Regions from separate parts of the Mus musculus genome. Here region 1 is linked to region 2. Evidence: chromatin contacts called from public HiChIP or PLAC-seq data. All regions are on one chromosome and are shown on one strand. The core of a region is the stretch at or near the end of the contact, and the rest is flanking DNA. Distances in the headings are between cores, read along the strand shown. Region 1 overlaps Slc22a15 (solute carrier family 22 (organic anion/cation transporter), member 15). Region 2 has its middle 23 kb from the start of Gm40109.

Region 1 (4,077 bases), core at 1,288-3,787, 380 kb after region 2:
AAAATTTTACATGACAGTTACTTGAACATGTGTGCACTAAGAGTATAAATTGTGCACTAAACTGGACGGTGCCTATCCTGGCCACAGTCACCCGCCAGTGCCCCAGATACTATACTCTTCTTGTATTTTGTGTTCATGCTGAGAATTGAAGAACATCTCCCTTGCTCTGGAGCCGCTGAAGACCAGAAGCCATGCTGTGGCTGTGGTTTCAACACAGCATCTGAAACTGAAGCACGGTAGCTTTGAACATTCTTGTCACTTTTAAGGTTAAAAATTAAGGTTAATGTTCTCCCCCAAATTTTTCTCAGACTGGTGTTGGACTTGTTAGTTACGACTCTTGTCAGCTCAAAGGGGAAATTCTTATTTAAACTCCATGTGTTTATTTATTCATTGATTTCCATGTATTTAGGTATTTTAGGTAGTTAGTAGTATGATACCTTATGACTTTTCAGACATCCTTACTGTTTCTTTAAAGATGCTTTTAACAGACTATCTGTACAAGCAAAATAGGCTACCTACCAAGTAAGACTTCTGTGGCTTTGTACCATCAATACTCATTAGCAGCCATCATAGGGAATAAAATTCATCTTTACAAAGGCAGAGAAATAATTATTAAACTGTGCTTAGAGGACTACCCAGGGAGAAGAAAAATGTAATAATTTATCCAACAAGAGCAGCTGACAGCCAACCGGGCCTTATTACTTGCCACGTAATTCACCCTGTGGTCTGTCCTTCTACCTCTAGGCTGGGAATTACCTGGAGTTCACTTGCTTAGCCAGAAGCGGCAGGAACTTCAGCAGCAGCAGGGAATGAATAAAAAGCCATGGCCCTGCTTCTTCTGCAGCTAGACTGACGGATGCACTTTCTAACTTCTAGTACCAAATTTTCTCTGATGGGTTATTGTAGCTCTTTGTATTCTATATTAACTGTATCCCCTCAAAACTGTTTGCACAAGAGGGTCTGCATGTAGCTTCTGGGGACCTGCCCCCAGTTAACTGTGATTGGTAATTAAAGATGCCAGCAGCTAATAGTTGGGGAGACAAGAAAGAGGATTGGGGTTTCCAGGGCTTGGGACCTGGAGGAGGAGGAAGAGCAGAGCAGCACTGCCTGAGAGTGAGGGCCAGAGAGGCAGAGCTACCGTGTAAAGGTCAGGGGCAGCCAAGATGGAACATAGGAACTAGTAAGTAGTAACTTGGAATTATCGGTGGGAGGTAGAGTCTAACACCATGGAGGGTAGGCAGTTGACCAGCTATTGTGCTCCTTAAAGCATATTAAAATATAAAGGTTGTGTGTGTGTCTTTCATTTGGGAACAAAAACCATTGAGGTGGGAAACAACCTTGTGTAGGGATATATTAAAAATAATACTCCTACAGGTTACATTATATAAAAAGAGTTCAATAACATTTATATATATATATATATAAAATTTATATATATATACATATATATATATATAAATTTACTGCTTTATTTTAAATACTTTATTTGACAAGAATCAAGAGTTTCTGGAAGTCCTTTTCTTCCTCTCCTAAGGAGAGCTGACCTCCATTTCCCAGAGAGGAGAGCAGCAGGACTTCGTGCTTTGGAGTGTGGGACACCCTTTACTGGAATTTGCGGATATGATGTCGCAGGGAGTTCTATAATCTTTCTGACAGCTAGACACAGGATCACCTATGGGGTCTTCACAGCATCCCGGCCAGGCATGTTCCTCATACTGGTAGAAACAGCTCCTCCATACCCAAGGGCACAAAGGAAAAATTATTTAACAGTGGAACAGACCAGTACAGTAAAAGCCCAGACAACACAGAGGAGTCCAGGAACATAGCTGGAGGCAAAGAATGCAGGCTTGCACAGTTTCCAGGGGCATCTACAGAGCACCTTTCTACTCTGTGTGCTTTCTACTCCCAAGAGATTAGCAGACACAGAAATCCTAAACACACAGCCGTTTCCCTGGTCGGGGCGTGATCGATTGATCGATTGCCCACATGTGGACTCCTGGCTTATATGCCATTTGAGAGTGTTCAAGTTTTGTGAGAGACAGGTTATGATTCATTTGGAAATCCACGGAAGCACTCAATGAAAACCCACCATTTTCTTAAAAAACAAAAAACCCTCCACCCTGCCTTTTAAATAACCAGTAGAGGCTGATGCAGGGCAGAGTCCAGCCCTGGTGTGCTGTGCATGTCCCTTGTTGCACACTGACGACACTGTGAGAGACTCTCCCCTCTTAAGTCATTTACAAAGTGCTTAGCGTGTCACTTGCTCGCCACCCTCAGTCTGTAAAGTTTCCTCGTTGGCTGGGCATGATTTTGAAGTTATTGCTGATGCTAGAATCTCACAAAGAAAAACAGTCCCCAAATGCATCCAAGTGGGGGAAAAAAATCGCATGACGCAAGCGTCAAAGGGAGCTTCCCTGCCACAGCCAGCCCTCTGATGAGAAATGCTCCGCTAATTCTGCCCTTTATTAGTGAATGAGCACAGACTAAAGGCACAAGCTGCACCAGCAACCAATGAGCTGGGAACCAGCCAATGAGCTGATGGGAAGCTGGGAGCTCTGTACACATCAACCTGCACCAGAAGATTCCTGGTGGGGGAGAAGCAAGTGACAGGGATGCTTGCTAGGAAGATGACATCTCGGGGAAGGTCTGGCTAACCCTAGTTAAAGTGCGAGCAGTTTCACACACCTGCTCTTAGGTCCCGAGGAAGGGTAGCAGCATGAGGCACCAGTCCTACAAGGTGGATCTGAGCTGTGCAGCCAGAGGCGTGGTGCTGAGCTCAGCCCCAGTCCCGAACAAGTCAGCAATGACTCCCTCAACGCAGCAAGTTCTCCCTTTTGGAATCTCTCCTCCACCGCCTCTCCCATCTGGAAAGCGTCAGTGTGGGCTGAATACATCTCTGGTGCTGAAGCTGAGGCACTAAGGATGATGGGGCTCTGCTTCTGGGCAGGAATGCGGGCTCTTCACTTGATCATCTGGGTCTCCTCATCTGCATCATAGAACTCTTCCTCCTCCTCACTCTCACTGCTGACCTTGTCCAGGGGCTGCAATGGCAAAGGAGATCTTGTAGAAGTGATCATGACAGGCCTTAATGAGAATTACCACCCAGGCACTCACAGTGCAATTTTGCTGTTGTTTTGAGACAGGGACCCATGCAGACCAAGTTAGCTTCCAATTTTCTAAGTAGCTGAGATCACCTTCTGATCTTCCTGTCTCTACCTCTCTAGTGCTAGGTTTACAGGGGTGTACCACCACACTCAGGTTTAGATGGTTCTGGGGATCAAACCCAAGGGCACCTAGATGGTTACAGCATGTGTCTCTATACCTGTGGAGGATCCAAGGTCTGTAGAGATAGCGCTTCCTCTCCTAACCTCCTATATGAGTACATTTGAAGATCAGAAAATGTCTCCAGCAAAGGGCTGTTCAGAGTCTCTGGCAATAGCAGGCTCAGGAGGCCTGAGGTCAGGCCTGTGGCTCCAAACACGATGAAGGGCAGAGACCACTGTACTTCCTTCTGTGGAGACAGGAAGTGGAACAAAACCAAACAAACCATTCAGCTTCTCAGCAGGTGACATCAACAGTTGGGTGATCAAGAACTGCCATGTTTACTGTCTAGTCAGCACCTTCCCACAAGAACACCACACACCATGTTTTCTTTGCTCTAAGATAGTTATCCAGGGAAGTCACATAATGTTTCTTCAGGCATTTAGTGATAGGTCTAAGTGAGCCAAAGGGCTAGACAAGAATATGGACGAGAAGCCTTGGGCCAACCATGTCAGACAAAGCATGGCCATGGCTCTCTGTTAGCATGGCAGGCTCACACTGGCAGAGTTCACAGGAACTCTCAAGTCCAGCTTCCACCTGAGGGAAAAGTCTGCCCCACACTGATCTCCACATTCTCTTCATATGAAGACGGCCCTGGACTATCTGCTGATAATAAACTTTGCAGTGGTCAAATGTGTTATAATGTTCATCATTGAGAGACCCAAGATTTAAAAAGTAGAACCCCTCCCCCCAAAAAGCCCCATGGCACACAGAGTTCATAAACTATTTGAGTTGAATATGGTGCAACTGCTTCAG
Region 2 (3,662 bases), core at 253-2,752:
ACTTGATGGGATTTCAGTCACCATGGAAACAAACTCTGGGTCTGTCTAAGGCAGAATATCCATCCATACAGGCTTATAAGAAAATCTACCCTGAAGCTGGCACAGTCCTGAGAACGTGTGTGTGTGTGTGTGTGTGTGTGTGTGTGTGTGTGTGTGTGTCTCAGAGTGAGTGAAAAGGAGAGAGCAAGTTAAGCAGCATTCATCTCTCCCTGCTTCCTGGCTGTCTGAGGTTGCTAAGTAACCAGCTGCTTCACCCAGACACCATGCCTTCCTCACCATGACAGACTGCGTCCTTGAATTGTCAGTCAGAGCAAACCCCTCCTTCTTCTTGAAGTTACTCTTATCAGATATCTTGTCATAGCAATGAGAAAAGCAACTCAAACACACATACTGTTGATTTACTAGTAATGAGCTCACAGCCTACCACACACTATAGCTATCACTTGGATAAAGCTTGGCTAACACATACGCTTTCTTAGTAACACATCATAGCCTTCTTGCAGTTAGGGACTAGCCATGCTTCAGTACCACACAAAGGAACTTTTTAGAATCACAAAATCATAAACATATAAAAAGCATGGCACTAAATAAATTGACTGTAACCTCAATGGTTGCTAACACAACAGCTAAGGGGGCTGGGGAGATGGCTCAGAGGTTAAGAGCACTGACTGCTCTTCTAGAGGTCCTGAGTTCAAATTCCCAGCAACCACATGGTGGCTCACAACCATTTGTAATGGGATCTGATGTCCTCTTCTGGTGTGTCTGAAGACAGCTACAGTGTACTCATGTACATAAAATAAATAAATCCTTTTAAAAAGCACATACAAATCTTATCAAGGGGGCAAATTTCAAGTAGGAACCCTGCTGGTGGTGTGTGTGTGTGTGTGTGTGTGTGTGTGTGTGTGTGTGAATGCAGGTACCTGTATAGGCCAGAAGAGGGCATCAGATCCCCTGGGGTTGGAGCTAACAGGCAGCTGTGAGGTGCCTAACACAGGTACTGGTAACCAAACTTAGGTCCTCTGAAAGATTAGTATGTGCTCTTAACTGCTGATCCATCTCTCTGGCCCCCAGTATATGTGGCTTGTTTGTTTTGTTTTGCAACTAGGTCTTGCTGTGTAGCCCAGGCTGGTCTCAGTAGTAACACCCCTGCCTCAGTCTCTCCAGGGTTGGGGTAGCAGCAGTCTCTATTCTGATGAGCCAGGCTAGTTCCATTTCTTTCCTTGCACTGTGTACTCAGGGCACAGGCCGCTGTTTACAACTGCTCTGTTACTTGTCGTTGTAACCAGGGTTTTTCTGTTTTTAAAAGGTGCAAACGCTTCTTAAGAAAATTAATTTCAAACTTAAACTTGACTTTTCAAAGGCTGGGAAATAAACGTCTCAAAGAAGAATTTAAAGTTTGACGGTTTAGGCAGTTGAAAAGAAACAAAAGCTTTTTTTGTCTTCTTTGTTGTCTGGAGTTGCCAGGTCCCTCCGCAGAGCACAGAGCGTCGTTGGTGCTTTGAGTCTCGGAGTCCTTTGTAGGCTTGGGGACCCAGCCTGGTGACCTGGGACTGAATCCAATGCCTCCCTGTGGCTGTGGTCTGTTTCAACACATACTCTGCTTCCTACCTGAAGCCAGACTCTGCCAAGGACCCCTTCTCTCCTGCCTGCCACCCGCTGCACTTCCTTGGGATGGAAGGATGGTGAAGGCACAGGGATGACGGAGCTGTACGGAGTTGGATGCTGACTTGAAGCGTGTCGTGAGTAAGCTGATGCTGTTTCCCCAGCATCTCCGTCCCCTTGGAGCACTAGAGGCAGCCATGCATCGTGAACAACTGGTGACCTGGTCTCAGCCTGCCCTTCCCTGCTGACCAGGAACCCCCTAGGTCTTAGAAGACATCAATCAGGATGAAAAGGGGAGGGGCAGGTGATTCACACCAGCCATCACCAAAGAGAAATTGCCAGACTAGTTCTCCTCCACAGGAAACCCTGCAGAGTACACTCTCCATGAGGTAGCGAGTGACATCTAAGACTCATGTCACTTCCCTTTGGGATCCTACAATCAGATTCACGAACCAGATTTCAGCTTCCTCAAGCATGCCATTTCTATATAGTGCCCACATGTGATGACTTAATACAATCCTGTCTTTATATTCTTATTTATTTATTATTATATGTAAGTACACTGTAGCTGTCTTTAAACACACCAGAAGAGGGTGCCACATCTCATTATGGATGGTTGTGAGCCACCATGTGGTTGCTGGGATTTGAACTCAGGACCTTTGGAAGAGCAGTCAGTGCTCTTACCCGCTGAGCCATCTCACCAGCCCCCTGTCTTTATATTTTAAGTCTACATTTTAGTTAGACTGACATGGTGGCATATGCTTTTAATTCTATCACTCGGGAGGCAGAGGCAGGGGAATTTCTATGAGTTTGAGGCCAGTCTGGTTTTTATGGTGAATTTGAGGCCAGCTAAGACTACATAGTAAGATATTGCCCCTAGAACAGAATAACAACAACAACAATCACACACACACACACACACACACACACACACACACACACACACATCTGAAGATGATAGACACATTTCGAATGCTTGGTGCATGGTGGTGCATGGCGTACAGTCCATCAGGGCAAAGATCTCTGCTTGCCAGTTTGAATAGGGGCTATTTGGGAGGACTAGTACTTGAAAGTAATTTCCCAAGGTACTGTTTCCATATTACAAGCTATAAGTAGCTCAAAGAGCCCCCTTGGTAAGCAGTATCCGCCTGTTGGCTCTCCACTAAACAGTGTTAGAGAAGACAATTGAAAAAGTTTTACCCAAGGAGTAAAATGTTTTGGAGGACAAATTTCTAAATATATTTTTAAAAAGAGGTTATTTTTTTATGTGTATGAGTGTTTAGCTTGCATGTATATTAAGTACACCATATGCATGCAGTGCCTGCAGAGGCCAGAAGAGGGCGTTGGATCCCTTGGAACTGTAGTTAGAGGCAGCTTTGAGCCAACCTGTGTGCTGGGAACTAAACCTTGGTCTTCTGAAAGAGCAGTCAAGAGCACTTAACCAAGTAAGCCAGAGGAAGGCAGAGCTCATCGGAGCTGGCCTACATGGCTGGATGCAGAGACTGCTGAAAGGCACCTCAATCCCCAAGGTCTCTGTCACTAGCCTCTGGGGTCCCCTCAACTCTCCCCAGGTTGTGTGTCACGTCTGTAGCATTATGGTGCACTTCACAGGTGTCTTTCTGGGAGGAACAGCTCATTAAACCACTTCATGAGCCAATGTCTCCTGAGATCTGGCATCTGGCCAGCACAGACTGCACCCGGTGCCTGGAGCTGAAGAAAAGTATGTGTGCCCTCATGAGCATGTCTCTATGCCTCTTATTAATAGTTAATTGTTCTAGAAGAGTTACATAGCTTTAAAATATTGAAATGTAAGTATATTAAAACTCTTTATTATTTTAAGTTTAAATATTTTATTTATTAAAAAAATCAAAACCAGAATACATTTAAATACTACTTTCTTGGCATCCATGGAAGAAAAGTCATTAATAAAAACTTCAATATCTACTTCTTTGCTTATCTTGTTTTAATTAACTTAATCAATTAAGAACATTGCCATCTTTGGGGACTTCTCTTGACCAAGTGCCGATGTTTAATGGTCTTTAATTAACTTTTCCTCCACT

Evidence for each region. HiChIP or PLAC-seq counts read pairs in DNA pulled down with a chosen protein or histone mark.
Region 1: an H3K27ac HiChIP or PLAC-seq map of double positive thymocytes shows a contact between it and region 2, with 4 times the contacts expected there. The contact joins two enhancer-like sites. A contact is called at or near these places in 2 of 39 promoter capture datasets (liver and stem cell-derived epiblast-like cells), 3 of 115 datasets of contacts at active chromatin or transcription factors (bone marrow-derived dendritic cells, double positive thymocytes and embryonic stem cells) and 4 of 9 other capture datasets (adipose tissue, embryonic stem cells, liver and 1 more).

What each region holds. Positions count from the first base shown.
Region 1 is chr3:101,857,479-101,861,555 of GRCm38.p6, forward strand. It overlaps Slc22a15 (solute carrier family 22 (organic anion/cation transporter), member 15), which reads right to left. Exons shown (of 12, transcript NM_001039371.2): 11 at 3,323-3,511; 12 at 1-3,041. The coding sequence ends at 2,961. Among named protein-coding and RNA genes, the nearest start is that of Mab21l3, 23 kb to the left of the region's middle. Within about 2 kb of position 2,538, at least 15 of the 459 cell types and tissues checked have an H3K27ac peak or open chromatin away from gene starts, as enhancers often do. A contact at or near this core is called in double positive thymocytes, where this site is marked.
Region 2 is chr3:101,483,304-101,486,965 of GRCm38.p6, forward strand. No RefSeq gene overlaps it. Among named protein-coding and RNA genes, the nearest start is that of Gm40109, 23 kb to the right of the region's middle. Within about 2 kb of position 1,503, at least 3 of the 459 cell types and tissues checked have an H3K27ac peak or open chromatin away from gene starts, as enhancers often do. A contact at or near this core is called in double positive thymocytes, where this site is marked.